4 separate regions of the Mus musculus genome follow, and regions 1, 3 and 4 are each linked to region 2. The links are chromatin contacts, called in public promoter capture Hi-C maps. All regions are on one chromosome and are shown on one strand. Each heading gives the region's core, a stretch centred on a gene start, on an enhancer-like site or on the middle of the called end of the contact. The rest is flanking DNA. Distances are from core to core; before and after follow the strand shown.

Region 1 (3,156 bases), core at 236-2,735, 300 kb after region 2:
ACTTTAAAAAATATTAACAAAGCCAGACAGACTACATAGTGAGAACCTGGTATCGTGTACCAGTTTCCTCCAAGATTGAAACATTCCATCCTGCAGAAAAGCATCCTAAGCAGGAAGGTATACAACTCAAATAGCCTCAGGAAGTCCCTGAAACTGACCAAAGCTAAAATCCCTCTCAGAAGGGCTAAGCTGCAAAGAAGACTCTGAGACCAGAACAGCTGCTTAGAAGAAGCAAAAACCAGACAAGCTGCATAGAAGAGGTTTAGACCAACTGAGGCAACTAGAAAGGACACTCTCCAACCTATTGAGCTGCCTGCAGGTGGTGCAGTGTGCTCCAGGTTCCTGGCTTCTGTGAGTTGACAGTCATGCTAGGATTCCTTTGGTAAATGCAGCTGTCTTTGAGTTATTTCTGATCCTGTAAGTCACCTCTCACCCATATCCCTGTAATAATCCCAATAAAACACATTGAGTCACCAAGTTGGATGATGGTGGAATCCCTACTTTGGTCTGTCATGGGTTCCCTAGCTGGGGTCAGTAGACATCTCTGTTCCACAGAAAAAGTTTTGTCACACAAAATCTGGCCAGCCAAGAATACACAAGCAAGACCTTTTCTCAAAATAATTTTTTTATTTTAAAATGATAAATTTTCATTTTAAAATTTTAAAACCAGCTCCTCACACTCTTCATATTTCAAATGTCTAATAACCATGTATGTGTAATACAAATATGCGCATGTATGTTTGTGTGTATAATACATATGTGTGCGTGTGTGTATAATACATATATGTTAATATATGTTGGTGTGTATAATACATACATGTGCATGTATGCTTATATGTATAATACATATATGTTCATATGTGTTTGTGTATATAATACATACATGTGCATGTATGCTTGTGTGTATGAAGGAGGCAGAAGCAGCACCAGGCAGCCTGCCGGGAGTACGGGCAACCCAGGGCTGAGTCACTCTGCCCCTAGATCAAGACCAGCCTAACTGTCAGAGGTAAATCTGCAATATTCTGGCCTGTGTCTTAGGGGTTTTGAAAAATCCTAACCATAGACACTGAGGAAAGAAACTAGGTTCTTTCTCCCCAGTTTTTTCCAGCTGTAAATAAATTTACTTTTTCTTTATCAAGTTCTGTTTCATAATTTCTCTTAGAAAATAGGGGAGCGGAAGTGGCAAGTAGCAGTCCTGACTCCCTGGAAACCCAACGGTTGTGTGAGACCAGCGGAGAGGTCTCCCAACCCTTCCCTGCCATTCTCAAAGCTCCCAGTGATCTTTGCTTAAGACAGGAAACCAATTCCTTGCCTGAGGCCTCCTAACCATTATAGTGACTCTCCTGCACCTGAGGCTTAGAAATGTCATTTTCTACATTTTGGTGGGTTGGTGGCTTTCGTCCTTAGCCGCTACGGCCTTACACTTTATTATCTGCATTCACAATCAGGAAGCTACGGTACTTCCTGAGACAGTGCTGGGTACAATTTACACAATACAAGTTCGCTTTCTTCACCCTGGAGTAGGTCGGAGCTCCCGGGAGGGAGGGCTAGCTAACCTCCATCCAGTTTTCTACAGGTTGAGTCCAACAGTTCCCTGTGGCTTCTAGATGCTTCTGCTTCCTGAACAATGTGGTTGGGGAATTTGGAAAGAAGGTGTTGATTGTGACTGGAGTCTAGAAAACCGTTGTGGGGGAGGGCATTTATCAACTTAGTGGAAGTAACTCTCCAAACTGCCCTCCACCACTAACAGGTACATTGCCAGGGCCAATCAGCAGGCCACAAGGGAACTCAACCCAACAGAAGTAAGTAGGAAGAGAGAAGTCACAGAAGAGTCATTATCTTCAGAGATTTCCATCCTTTGGCCAAAGAGAGTCAGGAATGTACCGAGGAGAGCTACCTACGATGCAGGGCTTTCTTGCTGTGATTCACTCCCAAGCCGAGAGCATCACCATGCACTTAAAAAAAGATAAATAATAAAAGTTATTTCTTTGTGCAGGATGTTGATTCATGCTGCAATCTTAGCATTCAGAAGTCTAAGGCAGGAGGATTGCTGTGACTTCCAGGTCAACCTGGACTAAACAGCAAAACTCTGAGTCAATTTATTAACACACACACACAGACAACAACAACAACTGGGCCTTAGAAAGATGGTTCAGTGGATAAAGGAACTGCTGAGCCTGATAACCTGTGCTTGACTCTCAGAACCCACATAGTGGAAGGAAAGAACTGAGTTCTATAAATTGTCCTCTGACCTCCACATTTTGTAATGTGGCATATGCACACATGCACACACACTCACATACACAGGTACATGAAGGGGGCACAAAATAGATAATAAATAAATAAGTTAAAAACTAGAAACTTAGCCGGGCGTGGTGGTGCACGCCTTTAATCCCAGCACTTGGGAGGCAGAGGCAGGCGGATTTCTGAGTTTGAGGCCAGCCTGGTCTACAAAGTGAGTTCCAGGACATCCAGGGCTACAGAGAAACCCTGTCTCAAAAAAACCAAACCAAAAAAAAAACCAAAAAAACTAGAAACTCCTTGCTGGCCATAGGTTGCAACTTTTCTGATAAGTTGGATCCCCTAAAGATATTGTGTCATGACGCTGTGACTGAGTTTGTGTGCTGGGAATCTTCCAGGCCTTCATTTCCAGAGTCATGTCTTTGTCTCCTTATTTTATTTTATTTTATTTTATTTTATTTTATTTTAAGAAGATTTGAAGGTAGGAAAGGGGCAAATACCCAAGTCAGAGTATGAGAATGCTTAAGAACAGAGAGAGCTATATGATCAGAGAATAATGCAAATAGAGCTGGTGAGGTAACTCCATAGATAAGATGTTTGCCTTGCAGGCATGGGACCCAAGCTCAGTCCCCAGAATCTAGGTGCATATGTGAGGCCTAGTGATGAGCTTCTGTAATCTAGATGCTCAGAGGCAGAGACGGAGGCCCCTGGTACTCACTGGGTGGGTCAATGAGACACCCTGCCTTGAAGGATGTTAGCACGATCTTTGAAGATGACATCAGCCCTCTGGATTCCACATGCACACACATGCACCCTCACACACACACACACTAACTTATACATGTGTGTGCATTTTAAAAATACAAATAACAAGTCTAGTAGTTATAGTAATGTCCCCTGAAATTTAAAGATGTC
Region 2 (3,185 bases), core at 239-2,738:
CTATACACATACATATGTATGTATAAGTATACACAAATATATAAATAAAGCCTGTAAAAGCAACCCCCCCCCACAAAAAAAACAACCCAAAGAACAAAAGCATTTGTGGATATAGCCCAGAGCTAGTGAATGCAGGCCCACCACCCCTGCTTCCATGGGGGTGGGGCAGGGATCAACACCAAGCAGAAGATTTGTATAGACACTTTGTCGAGAAAAGTATAGCTGAGTGACATGTGATCACACAGAAGATGCCTGGTACTATTCGCCATTAGGAAATAAATGTAGGCTTTATTCTTTTTATTCATTATTTAACAGTAATTAACAGTAATAACGCGGTAGCCTTTGTGGCATATTCAGACATATGTGTCATTAAACTTTGTTCTAAAACATTCACTTCCCCAGCTGCCCTCCCCCATGCTCTGCCCTCAGGCAGCTCCTTCCTTCCGGAAGATAGTGCCTCTTATTGAGAATCAAGGGTTCACTCTGCACCTCTGGAACAAATGAAATTAAGAGTTCAGTACACAGTGCTTTAAAGAATGGGACCCAGGCTCTAAGCAACACCTCTAGCACCGAGCAGTCATTCTGGAAGCCAGTTTGATTCTGTCGCAGAAAGCCAAAGGTACACTTACCCACCTTATCCCACTGTCTCATTTCTAGGTGAAATAGGAAAAAAAAAACGTTCACACAGAAACATTTTATGTAGATACACTTATAACAGCCCTAAGCTATTCAGATGGAAGGAATGAGTAGAGATGGCTCACCAGTTAAGAGTACTGGCTGCTTTTTCAGAGGACCTGAGTTCAGTTCCGGAGGTGAGGGGTGCACAGTCACCTGTAACTGCATCTCTAGAAGGACGGACGGACGGACGGACGGACACACACACACACACACACACACACAAGGGAGGTCAGGGAAGAGAAGGGAAACAGGAACGTAAAGGAAGACTAAGAAGAATGAATGTTTCTTAACGGGGCGGGGTGGGGGTAGGGCTGATAAACTATTGTAGAGTTACACCAATGGGGGCGGGAGGAGGGAGGGGGAGGGGAACATTAAGAAGAGAGGGAGGAGGGAGGAGTCCTTGCTAAGGGTAGGGACAAGCTAATTGATTGCTTGTGCCTTGGTGTAAAGTGCCTTTTTGCTTTTTCTGGCTGGGGTGTTTGGTAACTTTGAACTCAGTTAAGAAACAGTTAATATCTGTAAGAGATTGTGTTAGGGATGCCCACCTGAAGAAATAATTACCACAGTTCAGTACAAAAGTCCCTCCCGCCCTCCGCGATTCTCACATCCGGGAAAAGGTCTGCGGCTTCTGGGACCGGGGCGCTGGGACCTGTTCAGAGCCCGGAGCTTCGACAGGACCTGGGGATGGCGTTCGGCGTCGCCTTCATGTCGCTCGGCTCTAGCGACGTGGCACGGGAGGACAGCCCGGGCCTCGCCCTGCGCGGTCCCCGAGGCCCGGGCGCGCGGCGTGTGCGGGGCGAGCGGGCGGGCGCGGGAGGGACGCCGCAGCTCGGCTCCCGCAGGCGCCCATGGCCCCGCCGCGCCCGCCCCGCCTGCTGCCCGCGCTGCGCGCCCTGCTCTACTGGTCCCTGGTGTACGGCTACTGCGGGCTGTGCGCCTCCGTCCACCTGCTCAAACTTTTGTGGAGCATCGGTAGGGCGCCGGCGCAGACCTTCCGCCGGGCGGCCCGGGCCAACCCTCCGGCGTGCCTGAACGACCCCTCCTTAGGGACTCACTGCTACGTGCGCATCAAGGTGAAGGCCGACGCGGGCCTGGAGACAGGGGAGGGAGAGGGACGCGGGTGGGGAGCCCTGGAAGCCGCGGTGCCTAGGGCGCCGGGCCGATTGTTCCTAGATGCGTCCCGATGGCTGCGGGCACCCGGAGGACCCCAGGGGGAGGCAGGAGGGACCTGGCCAGGGGCTGTTCCGCGGGTCAGTATCATGGCTTTCCACTCTCTCCTTAACCTATGTGTGTGTGTGGAGGGGGGGAGGTGCGTGTTTCAGAACGTGAAATTTCTCTAACTGGATCCTCCTCCTGCTGAAGCAACTCAGAATAATTCTGCTCCCTCTCCTACTGCAAGGAGAAGCTATCTCCTGTTACCTTTTTTGCCTTTTAGGGCTCAGATCAGTTGCAGGATAATGCTCCTGGCGGTGCCCTGCTGTCCAGATTTTGAGATGGAGGGAGTGGACAGTTCTTTGGAAAGTCATTTCTAATCTCAGATGACCTAGGCAGCACTAAAGGATAAGAAATGGTTTGTGTTTGTGAGGAAGGAAGTAGGTGCAAAAAGTCAAAAATAGGAGAGAATGGAATACAAAGTAGGTACCCACTTCTTAATAAAGCTCCATTCTCTGTGCTTAAATAAAAGTGTCAACCGTGCCAACAGATTTTCATTGTCCGTCCTCGTCCAAGCTTCTGTCACAGCCCACAGACGGTCTATTTCCTGATGCCAGGTGGTGGAGTGATACAGTCTCTGTGATACGACCTACAGTCTGACTCACAAGCCTTTCAAAGGCAACATACAAGGAGATATTTGTGTTACTGAGTCCTGCCTGACGTTTAATCAGCAGCTAAACTCCCCAGCAACTGGGATTCAGAAAGGCAAAAGGAGCCTGAAACTGATGTGAGAATTAAGTATGTTCATGTTTCGAGAAGAAGGAGAGGAGGAGGAGGAGGAGGAGGAGGAAGAGAACCACAAAGAAAAAGAGAAGAAAACATAGGCCAACGGACCTATAACTTAGTATAATTTATAATTCATCATTATAATTATCAACCTGGCATATACCCAGTGCGATAAAATCTTTATTAAATCCAATCTGGTGGCCCTGGCATTTTATTCTTCCAAGACTCACCACCACTAAAATAATTTTTAAAAGATAACAGCCAAGTCACATTTGTTAATTCTGTCCAACTTAAGGATGAAACACAGCTTATGACTCTTCCTGGATTCCTCAGAATTACTCTCTTTTCCCCTCAAAAGCAGAAGGAAGAAATAGTGGTGACTCTAGTCACCTGTATACTTCATTCCTCTTAACTTGTTTATTTAGTGACGCCGGGGGACACATTGGTCATGCCAGGCGAGTGCTCTGCCACTGAGCTACATCCTTAGCCCGCTCATGACTCCCATGACCTTCATGACTTATGTGACTTACTTGGACCTCATTTAGGGGAAGGGACGGCAGTGCTGGGGA
Region 3 (3,149 bases), core at 354-2,853, 500 kb after region 2:
GCTGGGATTACAGGTACATACTCCATTCCTGGCTTTCCATAAGGGTTCCGGGGGTCTGACGTCAGTACATCAGGTTTGTATAGCAATCACTTTTACCTGCTGAGCTATCCATAAAAATACAAATATTTTTAAGGAGTCCCACTGCCCCTCCAAAATCTGAGCACCAGTGTCATAAAATGCTATTGCTAAAAATAATTGGGTACACAGAATTTGGGGAAGCAACTTTGTTTTGTTTTTTCTTTTCTTTCTTTCTTTTCTTTTCTTTTTTTTTTTTTTTTTTTTTGTTTCGTTTTGTTTTTTGAGACAGAGTTTCTCTGTGTAGCCCTGGCTGTCCTGGAACTCACTCTGTAGACCAGGCTAGCCTTAAACTCAGAAATCCACCTGCCTCTGCCTCCCGAGCGCTGGGATTAAAGGCGTGCGCCACCACGCCCGGCTAGGGAAGCAATTTTCAAATTGCATTCTCATTGACTTTGGTTTTCCGAGACAGGATTTCTCTGTGTAGCCCTGGCTGACCTGGAACTCACTTTGTAGACCAGGCTGGCATCAAACTCAAATCTGCCTGCCTCTGCCTCCCAGGTCGTGCACCACCACTGCCCGGCTCTCAGACTTTTTTTAGACTTTCTAAAGCTCTCAGCCTTATAACTGTTCTTTCACGTGTTTAAATAATTGTTTGTATGCATTTCTTTTCCTTCAGGCAGCCCAGGCTGGCTTCCAATTCACTAGGTAGCCTAGGCTAGCCTTGCACTTTCTGATTCTTTTTCCTCTCCCTTCTAAGTACTGAGGCTGCAATTCTTAGCTGCACACCCAGTCCTAAAAAGAAACTTCTTGAGGAAGGGGACTAAGAGTGATGGAGGAGGCGGCGCTCATAATGTCAGGAATTCTGGGGACAATGGAAGCATAAAGGCAACAGGAGAGTGCAGTGGGTTTTGTTTTGTTTTCACCATGTAACAGGTAACTAAGAATTGACTGGAGGTCAGCACTCTGAGAAGTGCTGGAGAATGAAAAGTATGCTTGAAGCAGATGTCAAGATGCTATGCAAAGGCAGAAGAGTCTCTTCTAACTCAAACTTGAGGCTCTGAGGCTGAGCTTCCCGGCGGCCCTGTGTGCTGGGAATTCCGAAATATATATTCCAGAAGTGAGTCAAGTCATGGAGAAGGCAAGATTTCAGCATAGGCAAATTCATGTATTTAACTTAATTTTTACCCCCTCCTGCTTAGAAAAATAATTATATAAGTGTGGTGTGTGTGCGTGCATGCCGAGCGTGTTTTTAAAAATGTCCTCCTGCCCGGTAGTGGTGGCACACGCCTTTAATCCCAGCACTTGGGAGGCAGAGGCAGGCTGATTTCTGAGTTCGAGACCAGCCTGGTCTACAGAGTGAGTTCCAGGACAGCCAGGGTCACACAGAGAAACCCTATCTCGAAAAACCACCCCCCCCCCAAAAAAAAAAAAAAAAAAGTCCTCGCAAAAAGCCTCTATTTCCCTTTCTCATCGCCCATCCTCCATGCTCGTTGAGAGGAGGAAGATGACATTCATCCTCCTACCGGCAGGGGGCGATAGCCCGCGCATCTTGAGGCCTACAGCCACTCTTTCTCACGTCGCTTGCGTGCTGGTGGTGCTACATACTGCGCATGCGTACGTGACTCCGGTCTTTTTCCCCCTTAGCGCGGCCGACTCTGCAGGTCTGCGTGGAGCCGCGGTTGCGGGTCTCTATTCCGCAGGATGGTGAGTGGGCATCTGGGTCTCAGGCCCGTGCGTGCACCGGGGTGCCCCCTCCTCTCGCGGATGCCCGCTCGGGGTCGGCTCGTGCGACCCGGGGGGCAGATGGCATTCGATTCCCGGCTCTGCGCCCGCCGTTCCAGCGTGGCCTAATGGCTGCCGGGTGCCAGCCGGGGGAGGGGCCGCGGCGGAGGGTGCTCGGGACGAGGCTTCCGAGTCCGGCTGCCAGCCGCAGTTGTCTCCGGGGTCGTCAGGAGGCCGTGCCACGGAAGCCCGAATCCCTCGGCCTCGCACAGAGCCCTGAAGCCGGGAGTGTCTGTCAGTGGAGGCCGTGGCGCTGCTGCGTCCCGGAAGGGATGTGGCGGCCCCTGGCTCTTCCTGGCCAGAGTCTGGCCCTGTTTTCAGAGATTTGCTGAGATCGGACTTGAGAGGTGGGGTGCAGCTCTTCATTTGCGAGGAGTAATTGTAGATCGTACTCTGCCATTTGAGCCCGGTTTAGGCAGGGAGGAAGTGAGCGCCGAGTGGTTGAACTTTCTCGGTGAGGTGTGCAGTTGTCGGCACAGATTGGCTCCGGTGTAGGTGATACATCCCGGCGGTTTGGCGTAGGGATCGATCAGTGGTACAGGAATTGAAAGATTGTTTAAAGGCAGTACGAAAATGTCTTTGTACCTGCAAGTTGTAGTAAGGAGCCTGCAGTTGTGGATGGAGCGACTTGGGTCGGTGCCCTATTCCGCCCAGCCATCTTTACGTGTTTTCTGAGGCTTAGTTAGGTGTGTTTGGCGAAGAGAACCAGTGCAACAGCAGTTCTCCATCTGGTTCTTAACCCATCTGTCAGATATTTGTATTAACGATGAATAACTACAAGATTAAATTAACGAAGCAGCAACGAGATTTATGGTTTGGGGAAGGGTCACCACAGCATGAGGAACTAACCTTATTAAAGGTTGAGCACTGCACAACAGCGATTCTTGTTTCCGGTCAGCTTAGAAACATGCTATAGAAGTTGACACTTGTAATAATTTGCTTTTGAAACTTGGGCATGATTTTGTTACATAGTTAAATAAAAAAATACAGACCAAAACCCAGGTGGTTCTTGCCTATTAATTCGGCGCTCAGAAACTACCAAATGCTAGGTCATGTTGGGCTACATAGTTGGCCTGTATCAAAAGAAAAAAGTCATGGGACGAAACAATTAGCAAAGCCCTGATAATTTTTTTTTTCCTTTAAAGGGGTTTGTGAAAGTTGTCAAGAATAAGGCCTACTTTAAAAGATACCAAGTGAGATTTCGAAGGCGGCGAGGTATGAACTTTTTCTGTTTTAGTTTCTGAAGACTGTTTCAAGGTGGAACCTTCCCTGGTTAAATTTTTTTTTCCCCTTGCAGAGGGTAAAACTGACTACTATGCTCGAAAACGATTGGTGATCCAGGACAAGAA
Region 4 (2,884 bases), core at 44-2,543, 480 kb before region 2:
AGTGAAACAAATTAAAACTAATTTTAAATGTTACCCTGTACAAAAAGACCTCCCATGCACACAGTAGCAAGAACATTTTTCTGGTTTTAGTATAATAGTCGGTATAACTTTAGTTCAGAATAAAAACATCACATATATATTTTAATTCTGATGTACTCCAATGGGGGGAAAACTCTTTATCCAAAATTGTGCATCTCTCCATCTTGTATTCTTAGCTTTTTAAAAAACACTCACCTGTAATTGTTACTGTGTGTTTAGTTTATCTTTCTCCCTAGAAAGCAAAAAAGGGATGTTTGTTTCTTCTTCTTAATGTGCTTCAATAACCTGGAACAGTTCCTGGCATAGAGAAGATAACCCATAAAAATTCATTTTGGAATGAGTGCACTAGCAATCAATTTATAAAATAATTCTAAATAAAGCAATTTTAGTCAACTGATTTCCCTCAGTTAAGTTTGAATTTTTTATTTTTCTAGCTGGACTCTAAAAGATGGTGAATTTGGAATTTTCATGATGTAAATAAATACTTTTAAAAAACCATCCCTAAAATAAACGTTACATTTTGATGTAAGGTGATAACTTTTTAATTAAAGTTTTAAGTTTAGATATTCTAAATTTGTCTCAAAGTTCTTATTTCAGAGCCTCGCATAGTGGTACAAGCTTATAGTTCAGCCCTGGAAAGGTGGAGGCAGGAGGATCAATTTAAGGCCAGTCTCAGCCAAGGTCAGCTTGGGCTACATACACACACACACACACACACACACACACACACACACACACACACACAAAACAGGTCTCACCGTGTAATACAGAAATATAGTGCAAAATTCTGTAAGTGATATCGCCCCAAGTATTTTTAGAGTCCACACTGCGACCTGTTTTGTATGGCTTGTGGCTTGTAGAAGTAACACACACCTTTCTGTATTTCTGACAACCTTAGTATCTTATTCTCTATGATCTTTTACTTGTTGTATAAAAGTACTGGACAGCGGTTTCCTTATAATTTTTGCAACTGAAAACATACTTAAAGGCGAGTGGCTCCCAACAGCAACCCCAACAGTTGGGAGGTGGAAGATGAAGCTAGGCAGGGATAGCCTAGGCTACAGAGTGGGGACCTGTCTCAAACAAACTAGTACTTATGTCAGAAGCGCAGACGTCCACGCATAACAACCAACCCGTCAGAAATCATCCGCCGGTGCAGAGACCCAGGCCCAGCGACCACGCACCACAACTGAGCGCGAGGGGAGGACAGCGGACTAGAGAACAGACCGGCCCGGCGCGCTCCGGGCGGGAGGCTGAGGCGACGCGCATGCGCGCCTTCCCCGCCGCACCTCCGACCCCCGCACCGCACGGTGCGCCTCAGGCCTCAGGCCGCGCTCCCTGACGGGAATGTGTGGGAGACGCCCGCTCGCTCGCTCGCTCGCCCGCTGAGGGCGCCCGGCTGCCCGGCCCGGTGGTCCATACCCCACGCATCCCCTCCCCATCCCTCGCACTTCCCTCCCCGTCACGCGCCTCCTTCCCCACCTCCTCCCTCCCCGCACGCGCTTCCCTACCCACCCACCCTACCTCCCTCCTCTCCCCGGCCCCGCCACTGCTCGCTCACCGAGCCCCCCACGCGCCCACGCGAGGCGCGCGCGTCCCGCCCAGGCCACAGCCACCTGCCGGGGGGAGGGGGGCTGAGTCGAGCGCCGATTTACCGACCCTTCGAACGCCCCCCAAGCCCGGCTTAGTCAAACGCCTAAGAATGGATCGGCAACCCCCAGTCCCCTTCCCAGCCCAACTGTTTCCTTCAGAGATGTGTGGTTGGTTTTGATGGGCGCACCGCTAATCATTAAATAAATATCTTACCTTGGGGGTCCTCTACTGCCAGGCATTAGCTAGGCCGCAGCCCTGGAACCTCCATTTTCTTCCTACCTAAGTGTCTAATTTAAAATGGCACCCATTAGGTCACTGTTGAGCTACAAGACTGAGTTTAAACATTCTATCCAGAGAGGTCAGGAAATACATCTGATGTAAATATTTGATACCAAATATCAATTATTTATTTCCAGAGCGTGCCTATGCCTGGCCCCCAGCTCTTCTTTCTACACTCTATTTCCCTTAAGCAGACATTGACATTGTGTTTCGTTGTTTAACAGTACGATTAGAAAAAGTGTATGTTTAAAAACTTCAAGCAGATCTCTGCTGTATTTGAAGCATCTATTGTTAATTAGCGTGTATATATTTAAAAAAACACATACAAAGTGCTTTTTTTTTTCTATTGACTTAACGCGCAAGTGGCAGCTTTGCCCACCATACAAGTCATCTGCGCAGATCGCATAAAACACAGCAGCCTCTGAGCAATTCTGAGGCTTGTTAATGTTTTATTTCCCACAAGTGAGCACCCAAGCCACGATAGGCTCTGAATTTTCCCTTCCACAGAGCTTGCTGGGCACACCACAGGTCCTGGCTTCTTGGCCTCTGAGAGAACTAAGCTCTGCTGCTGGGAAGTCTCGCTCCTACACGTGCTCACCTCTGTACTCAGAGCAGAGGCAGAGCTGAATAACCCCTTCAAACCACAAAACTAATGTTTAGGTCTCACTTATAAACAGCTCCCTTCTGGCAAATTTTACATCCTAATTTCTAGGTTCTGAAATAGAGTAAAATCTTAAGCCAAGGAACTAATTTGAACTTGTTTATTATACTGTGAGTTCTATAATAGTTAATTTTCTTAAGATTTAAAAATTAGGACCTGGAGAGATGGCTCCGTAGTTAGGAGCACTAACTGCTCTTCCAGAGAGCCTGTTTGATTCCCAGCACCCCTGGGATGGCTCACAACTGTCTGTGGCTCCACTTCAAGAGAATCCTGTGCCCTTTTCTGACCTCTGCACACGATGCACAGATGTAG

What was found. Promoter capture Hi-C pulls out the DNA fragments that hold promoters and counts their contacts. Capture Hi-C pulls out chosen DNA fragments and counts their contacts.
Region 1: a contact with region 2 is called in a promoter capture Hi-C map of hematopoietic stem and progenitor cells, with 2.9 times the contacts expected there. The contact joins the enhancer-like site here to the promoter of Ephx4 in region 2. A contact is called at or near these places in 6 of 39 promoter capture datasets (embryonic stem cells, hematopoietic stem and progenitor cells, liver and 3 more) and 1 of 115 datasets of contacts at active chromatin or transcription factors (effector CD8 T cells).
Region 3: a contact with region 2 is called in a promoter capture Hi-C map of adipose tissue. The contact joins the promoter of Rpl5 here to the promoter of Ephx4 in region 2. A contact is called at or near these places in 1 of 39 promoter capture datasets (pre-B cells), 1 of 484 Hi-C or Micro-C datasets (embryonic stem cells), 1 of 115 datasets of contacts at active chromatin or transcription factors (pro-B cells) and 1 of 9 other capture datasets (adipose tissue).
Region 4: a promoter capture Hi-C map of adipose tissue shows a contact between it and region 2. The contact joins the promoter of Hfm1 here to the promoter of Ephx4 in region 2. A contact is called at or near these places in 11 of 39 promoter capture datasets (the 3T3-L1 cell line, the HPC-7 cell line, cranial neural crest and 8 more), 1 of 484 Hi-C or Micro-C datasets (embryonic stem cells), 2 of 115 datasets of contacts at active chromatin or transcription factors (embryonic stem cells and fetal liver) and 1 of 9 other capture datasets (adipose tissue).

Annotation. Positions count from the first base shown.
Region 1 is chr5:107,697,601-107,700,756 of GRCm38.p6, forward strand. It overlaps 4930428O21Rik (RIKEN cDNA 4930428O21 gene), which reads right to left. Exons shown (of 3, transcript NR_045871.1): 3 at 612-1,955. Among named protein-coding and RNA genes, the nearest start is that of 4930428O21Rik, 4.3 kb to the right of the region's middle. RefSeq lists an enhancer at 974-3,156. Within about 2 kb of position 1,486, at least 48 of the 459 cell types and tissues checked have an H3K27ac peak or open chromatin away from gene starts, as enhancers often do. A contact at or near this core is called in hematopoietic stem and progenitor cells, where this site is marked.
Region 2 is chr5:107,402,025-107,405,209 of GRCm38.p6, forward strand. It overlaps Ephx4 (epoxide hydrolase 4), which reads left to right and starts at 1,489. Exons shown (of 7, transcript NM_001001804.2): 1 at 1,489-1,751. The coding sequence starts at 1,527. It overlaps Gm17202 (a long non-coding RNA gene), which reads right to left. Exons shown (of 5, transcript XR_389494.4): 3 at 3,147-3,185.
Region 3 is chr5:107,898,925-107,902,073 of GRCm38.p6, forward strand. It overlaps Rpl5 (ribosomal protein L5), which reads left to right and starts at 1,604. Exons shown (of 8, transcript NM_016980.2): 1 at 1,604-1,722; 2 at 2,946-3,015; 3 at 3,098-3,149. The coding sequence starts at 1,720.
Region 4 is chr5:106,924,597-106,927,480 of GRCm38.p6, forward strand. It overlaps Hfm1 (HFM1, ATP-dependent DNA helicase homolog), which reads right to left and starts at 1,294. Exons shown (of 40, transcript NM_177873.3): 1 at 1,173-1,294; 2 at 235-336.